4 separate regions of the Mus musculus genome follow, and regions 2, 3 and 4 are each linked to region 1. Evidence: chromatin contacts called from public HiChIP or PLAC-seq and promoter capture Hi-C data. All regions are on one chromosome and are shown on one strand. The core of a region is the stretch at or near the end of the contact, and the rest is flanking DNA. Distances in the headings are between cores, read along the strand shown.

Region 1 (3,863 bases), core at 815-3,314:
AAAGCTGACCCTCCCCTGTGTACCAGCCCTTCTGACGTTCTAACACTAGTCCAGATGCACCTTTAAGGAGCTGGGCTGGTTAATTGATTTACAGCTGGCCCTGTGGGGGAAAGTTCGTGGTACCCACGGGTGAGCTAGACCTAGTGGCTGTAAAATCCACTTCCCTACTTTCCCACTCACACAACCATTTTTAGCTTGCATACTCCAAGTAGCTGGCTTCTTTCTCCAGGGGCTAGATCACCGTGTAGCCAGCTAGACTGGGTTTGTGCCCACCCTCCTGGGCCCGGTGGTGGGAGGTGTTCAGGTCCTAGACGGAGCCAAACCCCTCTTGTTTGAGGATGTGGGGGGTGGAAGGGCCTTTAGCGGGCGGCGGGGCTCATTAGGCAGAGCGGGGTGCCGAGAGGTGCGCGCTGCCGGCCCCAGAGGCCGCCTTTGAGCCGTCGGGGCGGCTTCATTAAGCAGCGCTAACAAGGCGTACAAATGCCGGGCCCAGCAGCTTTTTTGCAATGGTGGGGCCTTAGCAGGGCGCCAGGCTAATGAGGGTCACTCAAAGGGGCTGATCAAATATTCAAATTTCCCCTCACGCCGGGAACTTTTATGCACCAGGAAAGTTGAGGCAACTGAGCTGTGTTTACTGTCCAGAAGGACAATTACGTGGAAGCCTGGTGCCCGGAGGCTAAAAAAGGGAGGGGATATAAGGGGGAGGGAGCAGTTGTTGTTGTTGTTTTTGTTGTTGTTGTTGTTGTTGTTCAAAGGAAAGTAATCGGAGTCCCTGAAGGGCTTCGGGGCCTCTCCGCCTGAGTACTGCGCTCCCCTGCGCCCTCCCTGGCGGTCTGCTCCAAGCTCCTTCGTTTGCAGCTTGCGGGGAGGCCCAGACCACCCGCTACCCAGCAATCTCTCTGTCTTCCAATGTCCTAGAGCCCGGAAGAGGCGTTGCCCCCAGGACAAACCTTCCTGACCGTTTGGGTCGGCTGTTCCGGGTTGAGCATGGGTGAACTGGGTGTAGCTGTCCCAGGCCTTCTGGGACTCGCTTTCCTGGGCTTTCCCTGTAGCCCCAAACAAGGAGGAAGTGTGCTTCCCGCAAAGTCCTCTGACTGTATGAGACGTTATCAAGGCTGGGTTGCAGCTGATATTTGTAAATAAATGCCCCGCAGAGCAGGACTGAACACTCCCCAATTCAAATGCTGCATTTCTCCCCGCAGATCCGGTAGGCCAGGGTTGAAGGGTGGCGACAGATTTATCTGTGCAGGTGACCTCTGTGGGTACCAATGCCATAGATCCACCAAGTCCCCAGTCCTTGAGTCTGAGAGGAGAGAGAGAGAGAGAGAGAGAGAGAGAGAGAGAGAGAGAGAGAGAAGAGATCTAGAGGCCCTACAAGCCAATCCCCTAGGGTTTTGTGGCTCTGAGAGTATCGGAGTGCAGGCGGTGCTCAGCATCCCACCCACTCTGGAAGTGCCCTGGGCTCCATTCCGAGCCCTCGCTTTACCCACCCCAGATCAGGGAGCAAAGCAGCCTGGGTCCTTTGCACCAGCTCCTCTCACCAATGCTCAGCGAATGGGATTTTGGGGAGACTCCAGAGGTTCACAGACACCCTCTCCAAAAATGCACACACCCAAACCTTTTAGATCAAGACCCTGCGGAGCCTCGGCGGGATCCAGTCCTACAAAACGCATCAGGAACCACCCGCCCCGCCTCCCTGCTCAGCTTTCAGGACTCTCAACTTACCGGCTTCGGGAGGCAGCATAGGGCTTCCGGCCTGGGCTGGAGAAGCGCAGGCAGCGTTGTGGCCAGGAGGTGGGCTCAGAGGGCGGCGCAGAGCCTTGCTTGGGGAGAGGCTCTCGGACAGTCGGGGTTGCTGCGGGCCCGAGCCGGGTAGGGTCGCGCTCAGAGCTGTGCGCCCTGCCTGCGCCCTCCTCCCGGCTTAGCGCTTACAAGGCGCGGCCGCCAGAGAACTGCAGAGCCCCGCGGGTCCACCGGAGACCAGGCACTGGAGGGAGTATAGGGCTGGCCCCGAGCAGCATCTGTGATCCTTTTGCCTCAGTTCTTCATGAGTGGCGAGGGTTTTCGATTTCAGCGCTGTCGGCACAGCCCTCGGCACCTGCCCAGCCTCCCTCCAGGCCTGGATCCCCCCCACTCGGAGGCGGGGGGTTGCGGGGATTGGGAGGGACTGGCCGGGTTCACCCGCCCGCCTGGCGCCTGGGTCCCCGGCTCCGGGGGATGCAGTTTCGGGGTCACGAGCTGCTTTCAAAAAGTTGAACACAATATTCGGAAACCCACCCGTAGGAATTCTCCCCCTCCACACGCGGCACAATACCCACTCCCCTCCCCCTTTTCATTCCTTCCTCCCCCTGCTTCCTCCTCCTGCCCCTTCTCCCTCCCACCTTTCAGTCTATAATCCTTCCCCCTACAAGAGAAAGGGGTCCGGAAGAAAAGATGAAGTGTCTGTTTTTGTGTCCCAACCTTTGGGCTCTTTCTGGGCCCGCAAAGAGCGACCGCCCAGAGCCTTGCAGTTGAGCGGAAAAGCACTCCTGGTGCAGATGAAGATGTTTGGAGAGAGAGAGAGACCGCCAAAAGTGGGGCTCGACGGATCTACCTTTTAGGGTGAACATTATTCTGCCCTGGTCAGCGAGTTTAGGCCCCTGAGCTGCCCCCTGCTAAAGAGCCAGTATAGTCCCCTAGCCTAACCCAAACATTCGGTGTCACCCTCAAACCGAGTTTGCACTCCTCGGCCCTTTAAAACCTGGCACTGTCGGATCAAGGCCTAAGAAAGATCCGAGCTTGAGATTTAGGGCCTGCGACCATTTTGGCTCCAGCCTCCAGTTGGGTTCACGTTTAAATTCTCCCACAACTTCTTTTTTTCCACTTCTCCCTCATTGAGCTCTCCTGAGTGGTGTGTACCCGGCGCCGCGCCCCCAGATCTGCATCGGAATGTAGAAAAGATCTTTTTAAAAAAAGTTTTGAATTCCTCAATGATTTTTCTTCTGGAAAGGCAGCTTAGGATAATTATTTCAGCTTTATTGAGGGCAGATTAGTTGAAGTCTGGGCGCTGCGTTTCAATACGCGTTGTACATGGGCCGACAATGTGGGCATTGTTAGCTACTGTGTGTGAATCCATTCAACATATACACTTTTTAACACCAGTCCGAATCCTGTCTAAATATACACAGTGCGTAGGGAAAGATGTCTCTGACCCGGACAAATCTGCGTAAATCACACTTCCATAGTTACAGAAGCCTCACAAAGGGAGGCCGGCCTCAAGATGCAGATTACAACTTCTCACAAGCAACATACCTAAGAATAAATAAATGCCCGGGCCTGGCCCAGAGGCTGTGGTAGCCGCAGGCAGGAAAGACACTCTGAGTTCTTTGGACAAGGGGAGTCTGTTTCAGGGTTATGATATTGCTTTATGTATGGAGAATTTTGGCTTTAATTATGTATTGTAGTTATTTACATTATGAGCTTTCAGGCCTTGGGCGCTTACTCAGGGTGGCCTCTAAAGTTTCTGTATCTTTTGGGGGATGTTGGGCATGACAGGGGTTGTACCCATGGTAGGAAAAGTGGGCATCCTCCCCTAGGTCCAGAGTCCCTAGGTTTCTGGCCTCCTGTTGCTAGTCTACCACTGTGGGAGACAGCTGAAGTCTGGGGGGTGGGGGAACAAAGAGTGGAGTTGATTTTGAAGACAGAGAAAGTGTAATGTCTCCACTGTTATAAAATGCATAGTGATGGAAAACTTCACCAATGCTTGGCTGGGAGCAGAACTGTGCAATGGTGTGGAAAGAGTTGGGAAATGTAGTCCAAGGGCACTGACTGGCCAGGAAAGCCTCATAGCCTCCTGCTTGTTAATCTTAGCCCTGGCTTCAACT
Region 2 (3,863 bases), core at 894-3,393, 660 kb before region 1:
AAATAATTCCCAGGCTGTCGAAGATGGCTCTGCAGGGATAGGAGATTATAATCAAGTCTAATAGCCTCAGTTGTACTCTGGGACCCTACAGGATGGCAAGAACTAATTGCCCTCAGACCTCCACTGCAAACACACACACACACACACACACACACACACACACACACACAAACACTAAATGTAATTAAACCCTTCTTGATTCCATAATGAAGCCCCTTGAAGGGGTAGTCAGAGCTAAAGTGGGCTTACTTTCTTTTCTTTATTGAAGCTCACCTACAGTATGCAAAATCAGAGAAAGAAATTTTTATGGCTGTCTCCAATTCTCAGTCACTGGGTCTAAGAATTGGTGTGCCAAACCAAACCAAATCAACCAACCAAACAAACAGTCAACTGACCAAACAACCAAAACCAAAACAAAACAAAAAAATCTAGCACCCAAAGACTACTTTTAAAAATTATCTTTCGAAGTTCAATCTCCAGAATCACAATAAATGAAATAAAATTGTATTGTAGTGAGCTTTCTCCCCAGAGTGAGCTCTGGATTTTGTAGGCATGAATGTAGCTTGGAACCTCAGGTGATTCTAATTTTAGGAACCTGTTTGCCCACTATCCTGAAAAAACACCATGTGTGCTGGCTACATTCTAATGACAACTTGACACAAGCTAGAGACATCTGAGAGGAGACAAACTTTCATTCCTAAGAGCTGGCTGTGGGCTAGCCTGTAGAACATTTTCTTAAGTAGTGATTGATGGGGGTGGTGGGGGTGGGTGGGGGCAGCCCATTGTGTGCGATGCCATCCTGAGCTGGTGGTCCTGGATTCTATAAGTGGGCTGAGCGGGCCATGTGAACAAGCTAGTAACCTCTCCATCAACTCTTATCTGCAGGTTTGAGTTCTTGTTCGGCTTCCTTCAGTGATGGGCTACAGTGTAAGTCCAATAAACCCTTTTCTACTCAAGTTGCTTTTTGGTTGCCATGGTGTTTCATGGTCCCAATAGAAACCTTAAGACAGAGTTCTTAAACTTGAAGTTCCAGAGAAATCTGAATTGCAACCAAATGTTTATTTCCGCCAGTTTCACTTTGGAAATTGCTTCAGAAATATGTCCTTCTTTTCAAAGCTGAATTTGCACTCCCTTAGGTCGGTCTAAACCTAAGTTGTCCCAACTAACTTATACCTAAGTATGAATAAGATCGAAAACGTCTTTCAAAGACTTGAGCGAGTTTAAAAACTCTTCAGGTGAGCGCTTAAGTGCCCCATTACACTTTGATCTGGAAGAATTAACCTGGTTCACTTTCTAGCTCAATGTGGTTACTAGATGACCGTTTTCTCCCGGCCTTTGTGAAGCCTTCCGAGTAATCATACCCAGAGGGAGACTCCTTTATGTCATCATTACCCTTTGCAGACGTTCAATGATTACCTACCATTCCCAGTCTGGGACTGCCTGCCTTACTTTTGTATCTCCAGTTCTACCTACCACGCTTAGCAAAATGCAGGTGCTCTTTAAGAGAGGAATGACCTAGTGAATGTCAAGAGCCTAGACAGGAGTTTTAAAAATCAGACTCAGAAACAAAACACGGAACTGCCAAGGGCTGGAAGGCAGGAGGTCGAGGTAAATAAGAAGAACGAACAATCTGAACCATTGCAAAATCATCCCGAAGGGATCTCCTGTCCCATTTTCTCAAGTGGCTTTTCAGCCTTCTCAACTTCCCGCCCACTCTCCCCTGCTGGAGACAGGTCATGCAGGTATCCCAACAATGAGGCTCTGATTGGTCAGAGATGATTTCATTGTTAGGGAACATCCGGGCTCTTTCCCTCCCTGCATCACCTCCCCAGAGCCCTACGCGCCCAGTTTTGCACTCTCGCGTGCGCCCCACCCGTAGTTGAAGCAAAACAACGCCTCTCTCCAGGCCCTTTCTCGAACCTTTCTGAGCTCTTCCTTCACAGCTCTATGCCAAAGAGAGGCGGCCACTTCTTCCAATGAGGGTCTAGGGGCACTTCTCTGGCCAATCAGAAGCCGGCTCTCTCCACTCCGGGTGGGACCAATTTCCACCTATAACTGGACTGCCCGTTGGTTTCTTTATGGTGTTCGTTCTCCGCGAAGTGTAGAGGTCAGAACTGCAGGGTCCGCAGACTCGGGGCTTGGCCATCTACGAATACTAGCCAATCCCTTTTAGGATACTTTTGCGCGTTCATTTAAAAAAAGCCGAAGTGACGGACTTGGAAATTGGTTTCTTGACGGACAAGTAGAGGAAGCCAATAGTCGGAGGATCAGGCCGCCATTTGAACCAATCAGAAAAGGATATCGGTCTTCGAGTTGGGGCGTAATTTGACTGACGGAGGACTCTACCTATGGCTACTAGGGTGGGCAGGTCGGTGACGTCAGGAGTTAGGGCAAGGCGGAGGTGGGGCTGAATAAAGTAAATGGTAATGAAGGGTTGGGCCTCACTGGTGGGCGGTGTGTGATGGATAGTTGACCTTGCCAATTAAGGTGGGCACTGACGCCCAATGAGAAATTAAAGACTCAGAGGCGGGGCCGTGTGGGCGGGGAAAGAGAAGCACAGAAGATACTAGGGGCCAGGTTGGGCGGGAGAACGTAGATTGACAGGCTTCTCAGCAAACCGAGGGCAGCGGTGACACACGCGGCGTCCCAATGGGTGCCCTTGGGGGGCGGAGCCCGAGGAGGGGCGGGGAAAGACGGCGGTGCGGGGAGGGGAGGGGGGTTGCAGAAGGAGCGGAGCGGCCGCTGCTCAATGGCGGAAAAGCCGCTGGTGCTCTGACCGCCTGGTCCCCCCTGGCAGTTGCGGGGGAGTTTCCTGCCGGCGCGGCTGGAGTCTCTGTTTCTCCGTGTCCGGTGGCTGGAAGATGCTCCAGAGAGATCAGGCTGCGGCGGAGGAGGTGGCGGCGGCCGAGTCGGCAGCGGCTCTGGGTTGGAGAGAAGGCGGCGGCGGCGGTGTGAGGGGCCGGACGGTGTAAACAGCTCGGGCGGCGGCGGTGGCCGAGCCCCCGAGGGCGAAGCGGCGGCGGAGGCGGTGTCGCGTCTCGGGAGAAAGCCGGGGGCCGCGGGCGGCTGTGCGGCGGGCGAGCCCGCGAGACCTCCCTTTCTACCTTCGCCCCAGGTAAGGCCGCTTTGCGCCCAGCCGAGTGGGGGAACGGCCGTCCGTCCGTCCAGCCTGCTCTCGGAGCACCGGGCTAGGCCCAGGGCCTGGGCTGCCGCCGCCGCCTCCGCTTGCGCGCGAGGCTTCGCGGGGCGCGGCGCGGCGAGGGAGTAGTTTGCCGGGGCGCGTGGAAGTCCGCTGCTTCCCCTCGCGCCGCGGCGTGCAGGCAGCGCCCATGGGCGCGCGGGCCACCCCAAGGCCGCGGCTCACCCAGTCCTGCCCGCCGCTCCGGAAAACACCTTTCGGTGTGGCTCTCTCTCCCGGTCGCTTTCTGCCCTCCCCTGCGCTCCGCTCTCCTTTCTTGTGAAATCTTTCTGGTTTTTCTGTCTGTGCCTCTCCGGGCCTCCTTCCCCCTCCTGTGCTTTAAACCGTTTGTCTTGCTCCTCTTAGCCAGACTCGGGGGTTCGTGTCTGTGTGTTGCCCACCAACCACGGTCCGAAAATTTCGGGTGTCGTGCTTAACAATGGGCTTCTTAAATGAAATTACTATGAACTCCATCTCAAGTTTACATGAATTCCATTAAGAATAGACTGGACAGTATTATGTGATCGGTCATTACTTTTTATCTTTAAAAGCCTTTAAGGAAAGAAAGTATCATTAAGCATAGCTGAAAAGAACCCTGAAATAAACTTATATAAATGAAGGGCTTGGTGAATGTTAGAGCCATTTCTTCATTTTTTAAAAAAGTTGCATGACCTCTAATACCAGT
Region 3 (3,863 bases), core at 687-3,186, 590 kb before region 1:
AAACCATTCTGTGTGAGATGTCCATTTAAACCATCTCTTCCAAGTTTTCTGCTGACATTTAATGTCTGACCGGGTAGTATGAAGTTCCACGATATGCACATCTGCGTAAGATCTGCCAGCATAAACGTTTCATGTTAAAGGTAAGTGCTTTGGTTGCTTGCTTGTTGCAGACATATCCTACGACTTGTGGTTTGCCCTTAGTGGCTCTGCCTTGGTGTAGTAAACTGAAAAGTGTTACTCTAGTGGGCCAAGCAGTGAGCTCACGATTTGTTTTATTGTTAAAAGTGCCCTCCAGGCCAGAGCCCAGCTACTAGTCCAGTTCCCACACATGCTCAAGGACTGTAGTGTGTGCAACCTCAGCCACAGTGTGGGGAGGGTGAACAGGGATATTTCTATGGTGTGTTTATTATTTGACAGATAACAGTATCGAGACATGAAAAGGAGCTCATTCCATTAGCCACCTCTGAATTCAAGGCCAGCCATGTCTGTCTGCTATAGTGACTTCTGAGCTAGCTAGAGATGCATAGTGAGACTTGGTCAAAACAAACAGCAGCACACAACTGCTTCGTTATAAAAGTTTCATGTATAATTAATGATGAGAAACACCATTGCAGGGTATGAGGGGGGTTGACATGTCATGACTGCATTAAACAAGAACACTAAGTTGCTCTACAGAAAACCCTGTAGTATTGGGCACCCAGACAACAGGAAACAACGGGTGCTGCACCTGGGTTCGACCCCAGAACCCAGGCAAAGTGGAAGGAGACATCCAACTTGACAGTGTCCACTGAACCGTCTCTCAACACCGCATCCCCCCCACCCACCCACACACACACAATTTTTTTAATTAAAAAAAAAAGTCTAATCAAAGCTTCCAAGTGTGGCTGATCATCTCATTCCTTGAGACCTGGGGAATCTCTAAGGCCAGCCTTTCAGCAAGTTTCTGGGGACTTGCAAATGTGTCCTACACTTGTCAATGATTAAACAACTGTTACGTGCAAGGATTAAAGACTGTGTGCATGTAGTACAACGCATGAACTTGCAGTGCTCAGCATCCTGCTCCCCCACCTCCTGGAAGTGCTTACAAGAATGTTTGAGCACACATACAGAGCTTAGTCATACACAAGGGCTGTCTGGAGTCAGCCTGGGATAAAATGATGTTGCCTGCCTCCAGAGCCACCTCCGTGGGTCTATAGGAAGACACTTTAAAAAAAAAAGGGGACAGCCAGTTTCTCCTTATTAGTTCAAGATCATTTTTATACCTAGCTAAAGAAAGAACATGATGCTTCAACCATTGTAAAACAGATTTAACACTACCCATTTCTTTAATAATTGGCTCAGTGGCAAATGGTCTGCGTTGTTGTAGGACCACAATTGTCCATCTCGAAAACTCATCAAAATCCCCAGGTGGAATTCTATTCCATTGGCCAACAGTTTCCCACAGTTCCTCTGAAACCCACAAGCACCCGTCTGTTTTCTGCTTCTGTGACTATAGGTTCTTTCTCGAAGGGGAACCACACAATATTTGTCTTGGATGTGTTTTTTTTTTTTTTTCCTCAGCATAATGTCCCCAAAGCCCATCCATCCTGTAGTATGTATCAGACTTGTTTCCCCTTTCAGGGAATAATTTCTGTGCGTTCATTTCACATTGCCCATCTCTCTGGGTCCCCACCATCCTTTGTAGTTTTGTGAATCGCATTACTGTAGGCAGTTGGTACTCACACAAGTAGCATCTTACAGCGTTTGGACCCTGCCTCTTCTCCGCAGTCTCCTCCTTCACATACTGTTACTGTAGATGAGTCAGCCACCCGGTATAAAGATAATTTTTGCACACACACACACACACCCCTCCTCCCGACCCCCTTTATTGAACTTTACGCAATCTTCCTTGGCTGGACAAAGTCCAGCCATGATTATTTATAAACCATTCAAAGCTCATTAACAAAGCACAGCGCTCAGCAAGACACCTTTCTACCTCTGTCCCTGCTGGAAAGCACCAGGAAGAGCTACACAGGGTAGACATGGATGAGGACAAAGGCAAGAGAGACCCCATCCAAATGAGTTTGAAGGGATGCCGAACCAATAACGGGTTTGTCCAAAATGAAGACATTCCGGAGCAGGACCCAGACCCAGGCTCCAGGGACACCCCACAGCCCAACGCCGTGAGTATCCCTGCTCCAGAGGAGCCTCACCTAAAGGCGGTGCGGCCCTATGCAGGGATGCCCAAGGAAGTACTCTTCCAGTTCTCCGGCCAGGCTCGCTACCGGGTGCCCCGAGAGATCCTCTTCTGGCTCACCGTGGTTTCCGTGTTCCTGCTCATTGGAGCCACCATAGCCATCATCGTCATCTCTCCAAAATGCCTTGACTGGTGGCAAGCAGGTCCCATATACCAGATCTACCCGAGGTCTTTTAAGGACAGTGACAAGGATGGGAATGGAGACCTGAAAGGTGCGTGTTCGCCGCTCAGGACCAACTAGTGGAGGGTGGTTTGTGGCCCCATTCTGTGCCTGGCTTGTGTTGTAAGCACATTCCAGGGTGGCTGGCACCCATTTCCTGGGAGTTAATTCAAGCCCCACGCAGCAGAAGTCAGCAAGCCTTGCTCTTGATGCAAGGCTATCTGCTGAAGGCTTTAGAGCCACGGGGTTGTTGAATCTCTCGTCCACTAAACCCATGCACATGTTCACTCGTCGATCCTGAAATTTTGTAGCTCCGTGTTTCATCTGAGACTAGCTCTCCTGGCACAGGCACAGCTTGTAGTCTAGCTGAGAGTTTATTAATAAATACATCGTGTTATATAAATGTGATGTCTGCGGAAGGGGAAGACTCTTCAAGTTTCAATCCTGAGAGAGGAGAGCAAGCTAGAACCAACAGTGTGTTAGTTGTTGCCTAATAATGGATTTCCCACAGCAATAGCCATAGTAGTAGAAGAATAGAACCAAAATTTTGTATTTTTTAAAATTAAACTAAAAGTCCTATATGTAATTTCTTATCCTTATAATTGAATGCTCCATCGGTCATGTTAAGATTGAAACTGCTAGACAGTGGGCGTAAACTGGATTGGCTGGGTCACCGTGGTTTAGGACAGAATAGAGTTGGTTGCTATCCCTCTGCTTGTAATGAGTTCCAGGACATCCTGGACTAAACACACACACACACACACACACAGAGAGAGAGAGAGAGAGAGAGAGAGACAGAGAGAGAGAATATTTTTAAAGGGCGTGCAGTAAGAAGAGATAAACTAGGAAGGAAATTCTTTTCTTGCAATGATTATTTGTTTGAAGAAGAAACCAAGATGGTGTGGTAGAGTCAGTGCGTGAGCACACCCCCACCTCCTTAATGAAAGGCTTCTTTTTGTACCCTGTCCGGTTGTTTCCCTTTCTCTGACTTTTTCTCCTCACTCTCAGTGCTGTGGATGTGGATCCCAGGGCTGTGCCTACCACCGGCCTATTTCAGCAGCCTTTCCACTCTAAAAAATAATGCCTCCATCCTCACTGTCTATCTGTCCCCAGAGGCACAACTCAGAGCTGCCACCTTGATTAGGCTTTATCTTCCACCTTAATCACGGTCCCTTGCTACTTTGGATGGTTATGGCCTCTGTGAGCTTCTGTTGCCTCTCTTACTCAGCAAGTGTTGGTGAAGTTGGATTTTGACAACCCAGAACCAGGGACACACTTCTACCTCCTGGTCCTGCCTCTCTAGCCCACTCCTAGGTGTCTTCCAAGTTCCCACAAATACGCAGTTTCTAGACAGCTCTGTGTGTTCGTTTTTTGCTTTTTCACTGGGGAGCAGAATTCCTGTCCTCCAGGAGGTTCTGCTCCTTATGCTCAAGGGTTCTGTTATTCTGAGGAAATCACCCCAGCTTT
Region 4 (3,863 bases), core at 651-3,150, 530 kb before region 1:
TTAGGTTAAACACGTTTAAAACCTTGTATGCGTTAAGTTCATTCAGATCATACTTCTTGGCAGGCGGGACTTAATAAACACGTCATCTGTAAAGTCAGTTTTCCTAGGGACAAGCTAAGCAGCAGTGACTCTGGAGAACGTATGGACAAACTAAAACAAAACAAAACAAAACAAAACAGAAAACAAACAAAATAAAATAATTTGCAAATGAGTAAATGAACTTAATGGGAATCTCAGGTACTCAGAGGGGGTTCAAAAGCAAGATGGCTTTTATCTTACATAATTCTGGGCATATCATTGGGATGTGAAAGACAAATTAGAAAAAGCCTAAACCATGACATAAAAGGGGGATGCTTAGTTGTTGAGTGAGGCGAGGCGCCACATAGTTTTCACCTAGCTGTCTAGTTTAAGCTGCGTGTGCACTCGATGAGTGAGCTAGAGCTGGTCATTGTCCAGGTGGCCCAACTGTGGCTCTGGGGAGCTGGAGACACTCCCCCAACTCACTGATTCAGTGAACCGCCCAACTGACTGGCTCCTCCTCCTAGAGGAGCAATTGGATTTCACCATAAAAGGATAATGAATTAAAAACAACTGTAAGATGCACAAATAAAATGTCGAGTCATTTTTGGTTTCTTCTGGAAGGTAAAGATCATTTTAACTTCCATAACTACAGACCCAGGTTTAGGTCTTGGGCCTTGTACACTAACTGCATCTGGATTCAATTTTTTCACTTGTGGAACAGAAATTAACCATAGCACTTAATCTCTGCGGTTGTAGTTTTGTAACAAAACCAAACAATTTATTTTAAGAACTTAGTCCAAGTACCTGGCACATAGTAACCATTCAACAAAAGGTCGTTAATATTATTAGCATAGGGATAATTTAGCTATGCTAAACACTGTTGAGTGTAAAATGAGAGAAATCTTCTCTAACACGTTCCTTGGTAGCACAGAAACACTGCGTCAGTTTTGCCATAGATCCGACCAGCTATGACGCCCCCTCCCCCCCTTAATCTCTTATGTCGCAGCAAAATAATGGGCCAGTGGAGCAGTAGCCTAGAAGAAAAATGCTTTTAAATCGCTTAGTCTGTCCCCATAGCTCCAACCCATTCATCCACCATCTGCATTGAGAAGACCCTGTGCGAGGATAGGGAGACTGGTGGGGTAAGTAAGCAAATGGGTGCTCCCGGAGCACCTCCTCGTTTCCCGGTGCAACTGTGCATCCCGAACACGTCGTATTCACAGGACGTGAGGGAATGGTACGGGTCAGAACGTACAGAAGAGACAGGGATCAAAAAAGGGACCAGGGAAGTGAGGAATGGCTGGAAGGTGGGCAGAGGAATTAGGAAAGGGGAACCATCAGCAACCCTTCCATACGTACGCAAATCGAAAGACAGCTGGACGAGCGAAGGTAGAGAAGACAAATACGAGAAACCGAAGCTCTCCAGAAGGAGCTGCAGTCACCTCAGCCTTGTCCAGCCGAAGCCAGCCTCCAGCACCCAGCAAGAAAGACAACCTACCTCGCGCCGCCCAGAGCTAGTTTGCAGCACGCCGGTCTACGTAACACCAACCCAGACCGATAGGGAAGCGCATTTCGCCATCTTTATTATGGCCAGTGGTGGGCTTTTTCTCTTCCTGAACTCACTCATCTTAGGAGACAACTGTATTTCGGTTTTCTGGTATTCCGGCGAGCAAGAGACAAAGTGAGGAAAAAAAGAAAACAGCGAGGAAAGCCCTGTCTGCAGCTATTCCACAGTCCCCTCCCACTCCGGCTCGCCCTCACTTAAGATGGCCACCAGAAAAAGTGGTGCAATGAAGCGACGCCGCTGCTTTGGTTGCCAAGGAGACGCTAATACCGGAAATGCGGAATTCGGGGAGGGTGCACGGAAGAGCTGTGGGCCAGAGGCCGGGCGTCACAGGTCCTGACAGGGAAGAAGTTGGCAGGTCCTGACTGGGGAGAGCCGTGGCGGACGCAACCTCCGGGTCCAGTCAGCTCTGGAGATGGAGTCGCAGGTCGCGGCCGCTGGGGCTGCAGAGACTGAGGCAGAGGCGGGCAAGCGTCCCGCGATGGGCAGTGCCAGCCAGGGCTCGCTGGTCTCGGCGCCCAAGGGGGCCGTCCGGTGGCAGCTTCTGCGACAGGTAAGGGCGAGCGCTCGCCTGCCCTGCCTGTGGCCACTCCCCTCGCAGGTAGCAGGCAGCCCGTTTGTCGGGAGCCAAGCGAGAAGCGCCCCCTTGCTCCTTCATCTCCGCTGTCCCGCTGTCCCACCAAAAATGGGAGAGACTCTGGCGGGGCTGGAGAGCGGGACAGCCAGAGCGAGCTCTCAGAAACTCAGAAAATCCTTGTGCTCGCCTGTCTGGTGGGTGGGACCGCCTGTCTTCTCCGTGTGCTGCTCTTCTTTCCCGCCCCCTTTCCATCCTTATTTTATTTTTTGCTTCTTAACTCCCAGCCTGGTCACCTGGGTGCACTTTTTGGTCCCACATCTCTGGAGATCCGTGAGGTTCACTAATGGGATGGGGATTCTGCACGCGTTTCCTGGTTTTGTATATGGGAGAGTAAAGGGAGAGAGGGAAACCTACTGCTTGCTCCTTTTCCCGCCACGTGAAACTAAGTTTGGAGTCATTATTGGGATACTCGCTGCCCAAGGTTTAGCAACGAATCCAGATACTTCAGTCTTCCAAACCGCTCCAGTGAAGGCTGCTGTGTTTATAAGTTTTCTTAGTCATTGTGACTCCTCACAGCAATAGGAAAGTAACTAAGACAGTGGCCGGGGGGCAATGAGTCCTTAGTCTGTTATTTTACTTAGTTATTGCTTTTTAACAACCACATGTCGTATGTCATGCAATGTCTGTGAACCACCTGGTAGTCTCTTGATAAAACCTGAGTGGTTTACGGTTGTGTACCTGGTCTATATACCCATAGTTCTCAGAGTTGGCTGGCATGTTCTCCCAGTTATGGTAGAGTGTATAAGAGCAAGAGGCACATTTCAAATCCCTGCTTACATGATGTCTGTTAATATGCTATGTTACTTAGCTTCTATTATTACTGTGATAAAAATGCTAGGCAATGCAATTTAAGAAAGGAAGGGTATGTATTGGCACACAGTTTGACGGTACAGACTTTAGTAGGAAAAATCAAGGCTCAGGATCCTGGAGCATTGTGTGAGCAGTCAGGAAGAACAGAGCGATGGATGAATATGAGTTAGTTCCAGTTCTCCTTTTTATTTAGTTCAAGACTCAGTGTGTGATGTGGCGATACCACATTGAGTGTGTCTCCTCTCAGTGACTGTAGTTAGGAAAATCCATTACACACATACCAAGAGGTTAACCTAGTGTAGATAACCCTTCCTAGACAGGTGGAGACTTTCGGTTCCTCCAGTTCTTGTCAAGTTGATAATCACTATGAGCCGTCTCATAAACCGTTAGCTAAAGGAAGATGCATGGCCAAGCCAAAATTCACAGTGTAAGAGGTAAGACTTTATTTTTAAATTTTTTTAGGTGTGTCTTAGGGTTTCTATTCCTGCACAAAACATCATGACCAAGAAGCAAGTTGGGGAGGAAAGGGTTTATTCAGCTTACACTTCCAAATTGCTGTTCATTACCAAAAGAAGTCAGGACAGGAACTCACACAGGGTAGGAACTTGGAGGCAGGAGCTGATGCAGAGGCCATGGAGGGGTACTGCTTTCTGGCTTGCTTCCCCTGGCTTGCTAAGCTTGCTCTTTTACAGAATCCAAGACTACCAGCCCAGGGATGGCACCACCCACAAGGGGCCCTCCCCTGCTTCATCACTAATTGAGAAAATGCCTTACAGCTGGATCTCATGGAGGCATTTCCTTAAGGAAGGCTCCTTTCTCTGTAATAACTCC

Evidence for each region. Promoter capture Hi-C pulls out the DNA fragments that hold promoters and counts their contacts. HiChIP or PLAC-seq counts read pairs in DNA pulled down with a chosen protein or histone mark.
Region 2: a contact with region 1 is called in an H3K4me3 HiChIP or PLAC-seq map of craniofacial prominence, with 5 times the contacts expected there. The contact joins the promoter of 1110020A21Rik here to the promoter of Six3os1 in region 1. A contact is called at or near these places in 7 of 39 promoter capture datasets (the 3T3-L1 cell line, embryonic stem cells, frontonasal cranial neural crest and 2 more), 3 of 484 Hi-C or Micro-C datasets (cortical neurons, embryonic stem cells and stem cell-derived neurons), 18 of 115 datasets of contacts at active chromatin or transcription factors (acute myeloid leukemia, astrocytes, bone marrow-derived macrophages and 11 more) and 3 of 9 other capture datasets (embryonic stem cells, liver and macrophages).
Region 3: an H3K4me3 HiChIP or PLAC-seq map of stem cell-derived neural progenitor cells shows a contact between it and region 1, with 26 read pairs. The contact joins the promoter of Slc3a1 here to the promoter of Six3os1 in region 1. A contact is called at or near these places in 15 of 39 promoter capture datasets (the 3T3-L1 cell line, the HPC-7 cell line, cranial neural crest and 9 more), 2 of 484 Hi-C or Micro-C datasets (embryonic stem cells and gonadal supporting cells), 13 of 115 datasets of contacts at active chromatin or transcription factors (craniofacial prominence, embryonic basal ganglia, embryonic forebrain and 6 more) and 3 of 9 other capture datasets (adipose tissue, embryonic stem cells and macrophages).
Region 4: a promoter capture Hi-C map of embryonic stem cells shows a contact between it and region 1, with 5 times the contacts expected there. The contact joins the promoter of Camkmt here to the promoter of Six3os1 in region 1. A contact is called at or near these places in 7 of 39 promoter capture datasets (the 3T3-L1 cell line, cranial neural crest, embryonic stem cells and 2 more), 2 of 484 Hi-C or Micro-C datasets (embryonic fibroblasts and stem cell-derived neurons), 25 of 115 datasets of contacts at active chromatin or transcription factors (bone marrow-derived macrophages, craniofacial prominence, differentiating embryonic stem cells and 15 more) and 4 of 9 other capture datasets (adipose tissue, embryonic stem cells, liver and 1 more).

What each region holds. Positions count from the first base shown.
Region 1 is chr17:85,616,332-85,620,194 of GRCm38.p6, forward strand. Six3os1 (SIX homeobox 3, opposite strand 1) reads right to left here and starts at 2,065. Exons shown (of 4, transcript NR_038085.1): 1 at 1,726-2,065. It also overlaps a transcript of Six3 not described here.
Region 2 is chr17:84,955,280-84,959,142 of GRCm38.p6, forward strand. 1110020A21Rik (RIKEN cDNA 1110020A21 gene) reads right to left here and starts at 2,144. Exons shown (of 4, transcript NR_027929.1): 1 at 1,921-2,144. Ppm1b (protein phosphatase 1B, magnesium dependent, beta isoform) reads left to right here and starts at 2,722. Exons shown (of 6, transcript NM_001159496.1): 1 at 2,722-3,115.
Region 3 is chr17:85,026,411-85,030,273 of GRCm38.p6, forward strand. It overlaps Slc3a1 (solute carrier family 3, member 1), which reads left to right and starts at 1,937. Exons shown (of 10, transcript NM_009205.2): 1 at 1,937-2,448. The coding sequence starts at 2,022.
Region 4 is chr17:85,088,726-85,092,588 of GRCm38.p6, forward strand. Camkmt (calmodulin-lysine N-methyltransferase) reads left to right here and starts at 1,901. Exons shown (of 11, transcript NM_028576.3): 1 at 1,901-2,138. The coding sequence starts at 2,001. Prepl (prolyl endopeptidase-like) reads right to left here and starts at 1,542. Exons shown (of 15, transcript NM_001163622.1): 1 at 1,381-1,542; 2 at 1-150.